2 separate regions of the Sus scrofa genome follow, and region 1 is linked to region 2. Evidence: chromatin contacts called from public Hi-C data. All regions are on one chromosome and are shown on one strand. The core of a region is the stretch at or near the end of the contact, and the rest is flanking DNA. Distances in the headings are between cores, read along the strand shown.

Evidence for each region. A called contact is a pair of places that touch in the nucleus more often than the background predicts.
Region 1: a Hi-C map of omental adipose tissue shows a contact between it and region 2, with 2.4 times the contacts expected there. The contact joins two enhancer-like sites. A contact is called at or near these places in 7 of 47 Hi-C or Micro-C datasets (alveolar macrophages, embryonic fibroblasts, fetal heart ventricle and 4 more) and 2 of 2 datasets of contacts at active chromatin or transcription factors (alveolar macrophages and skeletal muscle).

What each region holds. Positions count from the first base shown.
Region 1 is chr7:92,211,883-92,214,582 of Sscrofa11.1, reverse strand. The region is part of intron 11 of RAD51B (DNA repair protein RAD51 homolog 2); the gene reads right to left. Among named protein-coding and RNA genes, the nearest start is that of ZFP36L1, 280 kb to the left of the region's middle. Within about 2 kb of position 1,417, at least 12 of the 83 cell types and tissues checked have an H3K27ac peak or open chromatin away from gene starts, as enhancers often do. A contact at or near this core is called in omental adipose tissue, where this site is marked.
Region 2 is chr7:91,961,883-91,964,582 of Sscrofa11.1, reverse strand. All of the region lies in intron 8 of RAD51B (DNA repair protein RAD51 homolog 2), which reads right to left. It overlaps LOC110261690 (a long non-coding RNA gene), which reads right to left. Exons shown (of 2, transcript XR_002346148.1): 2 at 1,859-2,700. Among named protein-coding and RNA genes, the nearest start is that of RAD51B, 370 kb to the right of the region's middle. Within about 2 kb of position 1,347, at least 6 of the 83 cell types and tissues checked have an H3K27ac peak or open chromatin away from gene starts, as enhancers often do. A contact at or near this core is called in omental adipose tissue, where this site is marked.

The DNA of each region.
Region 1 (2,700 bases), core at 168-2,667, 250 kb before region 2:
CAAAGAGTTCATTGACATAGTTTCAGATTCCATACTGCAAGTAACCCTTAATAAACTGCCATTTGTCGGGCTCTGGTATAGTGTCAAAGAAGACTATCCACAATTATCTGAAAAGGCTATTAAAAATATTCCTCCCTTTTCCAGCTACATATCTATGCGAGGCTGGGTTTCCTTTATAAACTTCAACCCAAACAATATTATCACAGCTGATTGAACGCAGAAGCAGATATGAGAATCCAGCTGTTTTCTATTAAGTCAGACATTAAAGAGATTTGCAAAAATGTAAAACACTGTCATTCTTCTCATTAAGTTTTGTCCTATTTTATTGTGGGAAACAATTATTTTTACAGGAAGATTGTGTTATTTCAAATTTTTGAACAAATCTATCAACTTATCAGTTTTTATGAATTCATGTGAATTGATTCATATAAACATATGTTAAATGGATTAAGAAAGAAATATTAAATATTTTTCTGGGATTTTTTTCTTTTTTTTTTTTTGGCTGTGCCTACAACATGTGGAAGTTCGCAGGCGAGGGATTGAATAGCAGCAACCTGGGCCCTTGCAATGACAACGCCCGATCCTTAACCCACTGTGTCACAAGAGACCTCTCTTCTGTTTTAATTTTTGCCCTGGTAGATGATTTAAATATCTATCACCGCAGAGCAAAATATCCCAAAGCCTTGTGGGTTAAAGCAACAGCGATCCCTTGTCACCCCTCAGAGTTGCTGCGGATTTAGGAATCCAGGAGTGGCTTGGCTGGGCTTTTCTGGCTCAGGGTCTCTTGAGAGATTTGGGCCATGAGGCTTGACGAGGGCTGGAGGACCTGCTTTCAAGGTTGCTCACTCACAAGCCTTGCGACTTGTGGCTGGCTCTTGAGAAGGGCCTTCGCTCCTCTTCACATAGTCTCGCCCAGGGTACTCAGAATATGGTGATTCGTTTCCTCCAGAGGAAACAATAGAAGAGACCAAGTAGAAGCCCGTAGTCCCTTTCATGGCCCAGCCTCTGAATTCACACATCCTTACTTGTGCCATTTTCTGTTGGCACGTAGACCAGCCCTGATTCAGGACACAATGGGCATACATGCTGGGAGATAAGGATCCATGGGGGCTATTCTGGAGGCTGGCTACCCCAGGATCTACCAACGGATACAACCACATAAACAAAGGCTTTGGGGTCTTCATCAGATTGAAAATCTCCTCCTCCCCCGCGCTCCTCCTTCTCCTCTTTGCTGCTGCTTTTCCTCCTCCTCCCCCTCCCCTTCCTCCTTCTCCCGCTCTGCCTCTTCTTCCTCCTTCTCATCTTCTCCCTCCCTCCTCTCCCTCTTCTTCCTCCTCCTCCCCCTCCCCCTTCTCTTCCTCTTCCTCCTTTTTCTCCTCCTCCTCCTTCCTCTTCTCGTTGCTTTATAGTCATACCATCGCTCAAGCAACTTCTTCCTCACCCTCCATGAGCTTAGGGGCAGTTCCTTCTAGCTCTGTTTCTTCTGCAATTGAACGTAGCAGGTGCCCCCTTATGAGTTTAACCCTCCCTGCAGCCTTAGCCTGTTGGATGTTTTGCCTGGTGATGCTTGGGGCTCGCATCAGCTCTCGCCCTTCTCAGACCAGGCTCCCTGAATAGTGCAGGTCTTCAAGAGGGGGTCACTGGCAGGCAAACTTGGGTCACTGATGGTAGAAGAAGAGCAGTTCCGAGCCAAGTGCCTGGAGGCACTGGAGAGAGCAGTGAATGAAACAGGCCAGGGTCCCTGCCCTTGAGGAGATTACAGTTCCAGAAGTGAGAAGTGATAAAAATAATAATCACAACCAATACACAATTTGGTACAGTCGACCCTCTGCAGGAGTGCCACCTGCCGATATATGGATTTGGGGATCCACAGGGGTTCCTGGAAACAACTCCTGTGGGCACAGAGGGGCAACTGTGGCATGTTAGAAAGTGATGACTTAAGGGGGGAAAGGCAGAGTCAGGTCACAGGAAGTGGGAATGCAAGGGGTACGGGGAGAGCTTGAGATGAGCTAGGCGATCAGGAGGCGCCTTGGTGAGAAAGTGACATTTTAGGGAAGACTTGAAGAGGTGAGGGAACAGCTGCAGCAAAGGCTCCAATGCGGATGCGTAGCTGGTGTTTTTGAAGAAAGCAAGGAGGCCAGTGTGGCTGGAGGAATAACCAAGGGGGAGAGGAGGGGGTGGGAAAGTTGCCGCTAACAAGGGCCGGATCCTTCAGGGCCTGGAGGGCCACTGGAAGGACTTTGGCTTTTTACTCTAGATGAGATGGGAGTGATTTAGGGGTTTGAGCCAGAGCATGTTGAGAATATACTGTAGGGCAAGTAGAAGCAGGGGGACCAGTTAGTGGGAAGTAGAATGAGGGAGACAGGAAGTTATCACTGTTGACCAGGGAAGAGATGGTGCTGCCTTGGACCAGGATGCTGGCAGAAGGGATGGTGAGAATTGGTTGAACTCTGGATAGGTTGTTTGTTTTGTCTTTTTAGGGCTGCACCTGCGGCATATGGAAGTTCCCAGGCTAGGGGTTGAATTGGAGCTACAGCTGCTGGCCACAGCCACGGGGGATCCGAGCTGCATCTGTGACCTACACCACAGTTCATGCCAACCCCAGATCCTTAACCCACTGAGTGAGGCCAGGGATCAAACCCGCATCCTCCCAGACACTAGTTGGGTTCGTTTCCACTGAGCCATGATGGTAACTCCTCC
Region 2 (2,700 bases), core at 98-2,597:
GTTTACGTGTATGATGGAGATAACATAGCTGAATGAGAATTGCATTTGGTCACAATAGACACTGGCGTTTTTCCTACAGAAAACGGAGAACTTGTACGGAAATGTATTAGCATCTCATCGTAAACAATACTATTCTTTCTCGTCATCAAAAACGGTATTTCACACTTCTATAAGAGCTGAGCTGGGAAATTACAGAACCGATGTCTGAAAGAAATTCAGCAGAGCAATGAGCAAAGGTGTTGGGTCCAACAGACATGGAGACAACTTAGGTTATTAGCTTGTGTATCTGGAGGGACAGATATGATTGATGCTTACAGGACACTTGAGAGACTAGAGCCCATCACGGGAAAGTCTCTTCTTAAAATGATGTTCCTTTACTTTGTTTTCCTAAAGAGTCGAGTCAAATGACAGCTCCTCCACATTCCTCCAAAAGCTGGAACGGGTTTTAAGCTATTTCGCAGCATTTAAAAGAGAAAAGGCTGGGGGTCCTCTCCCCTTCTGTAGCTACACTCCCCTCTAAAAAAAAAAAAAAAAACATGCTTGGCTCTTTCACCTTATGCTTTTAAGAAGGAATTTTAATGGGACGGAGCTCCTTGAGGTGCACAAACTTAGGAGGGAGGAGCACAATAGGACCTCTCGAAGATTCTGAGCCCACTGGCCACTGCCGGGGATGTTAGGTCCATAAACAAAATCTGTCTTTAAGAAAGAAAAAAAAAAAAAAAAGTCCTCTTTGAAAAGTGCAACCGAGAGAAAATGAATCACTTCTTTTTCTCAGGGTCTGTCCTACAAGAACCAAGGACTTGTCCATGACTCCGAACAGCAGGGCCATGACAACCGGTCAAAGACAAACGTGTTTTGTCCAGCGGTTCTCTTTCCTGTGGAAACATTTTCTTCCCCATTCATATAAGTTATAGGCTGCACTGAAGAGCTCCATAAACTGACACTCGAGAATATCAGTGGGCCTTTTTATGCTGAAAACCAAGGCACACTGACATCTTGGGCTTGTTTGTATCCATGAGAGTGGAGGTGCCGGAACATCTGGTCACCCTTTGCTAGAGCCCTGCCTCTGCCCTGGGGCTGAGTCCCAGCTCACCTCTGCTATTCTGCCTGGCCAATATTCTCTCGCTTCCTGCGAATGTCCCCTACTCTTCAGCTCTACTCTCCTATTTTCTTACTGTTGGACCCCAGCCCTCAGGTCTCTGGTTTATGAGATATCATTGAAATGTAAGCATAGGCCCTCGGTGAATGCTGGTCATGCTAAGGTTACGAGCAGCTGCGGGCAACACCCAAAGGGCCTGTTCCCAGGAACTGGGGAGAAAACTTGGCCTCTTTTGGGTAAGGTTTGTCTCCCTATGGAGGAAAAGTCATAAAATCCCGACTATTGTGTTCTTTCCTTTTGGAAATACAAGTCGAGAGACTTCTATAAATTTTTGTAAAAAATCTAATTAAAGGAATTGACTCAAGTTTTGGTTATTTCTTTTTTAAAAAAATGCTATAGCTACCTTGAGCATTATAATGAGAAAATTAAGTTTCTTGTCTCAGAAACAAACATGGAAACAAGGCATGACTCATTTTTACCATTGTTCTATTCCAGCAACTTAAAAGCACAGTCTGCTCAGTGAAGATCCACATAAACACGCACAGACACATTTTGCTGTAGTCCTGAGAGCAGAAGATATCAATTAATTGGAGGGTGTGAAAATAAAGACAGGACAAATGGTGGCGGGGCACAGGGGGGAGGGGGTGGTGAGGAATGACAAAAACCACAAAACTATCATAAATAAATAACTCAGAATGGATGCTCAATACACAAGTGGGAGCAAAACCGGTCTATCGTTCCAGACTGCATCTAGGGTTCTTTTGAGCAACACATTTATTCACTAAAGCACCAAAGCAGCTATTAGAGGAAACAATAAAGAGGTCCCTTCCCCCTGGAAATTTGAGTCCTGCTTTGGAATTTTTATGACATTTCATGCTTAACAAACAAGAAGGTCTCCCAACCCTCTTGTAGCTTCAAAGCATCCCTAGGGTGGTGGCCTGTGATTGATATCGTCGGTCTGACTTACAGGTATTGTTGCAGGTATTCTCAAAAGGCACAGCGTTTATGCTTTATGAAAGAATGGCAGCTCTGGCAGGTGAAGAAATAAACAAAATTCTCATATCCCCAACCTGCTGGCTTACCCTGGTGACTGTGACTTACCTGGGTCACTTCAACAAGAGACCTTCATGTCACCAGTGCCTGCTCTGAAAAATCAGGATATTGCAATCACCCCGAGGGGCCAGCTGAAAAAGCACCCTGAGATCCCAGTTGGAAAGTAGAGGAGGGTGTGGTGAAAGTACATGGGTTAACGACAGTCCAGTTGTTCTTTGTTTCATGCAACAAGTGGGCTCCTAAAAAGCCAAGGTGTACAATCTTTCTTGTTTCATTTTTGTAAAGGAGATCCTTTACAGTTCACATCAGGAGCTTGCTGTGTAATGAAACTCAACTGTAGCTCCAGTTGTAAAGAATGCTTTTATAATTAAAATGAAACCTGTCTGTTTGATCAGCTTTATCCATTCAGATTTGGTTTTTATGGGCGTTCTTTAAGACAGAGTATATGTGCAGTATCATCACCAGGCTTAGATATGCATTGCTTTGTTTTAATACTATTCTTTCCTTTGTTAGCAAAAATCCAAAGAAATGTTGGGGATAGCCCCCAA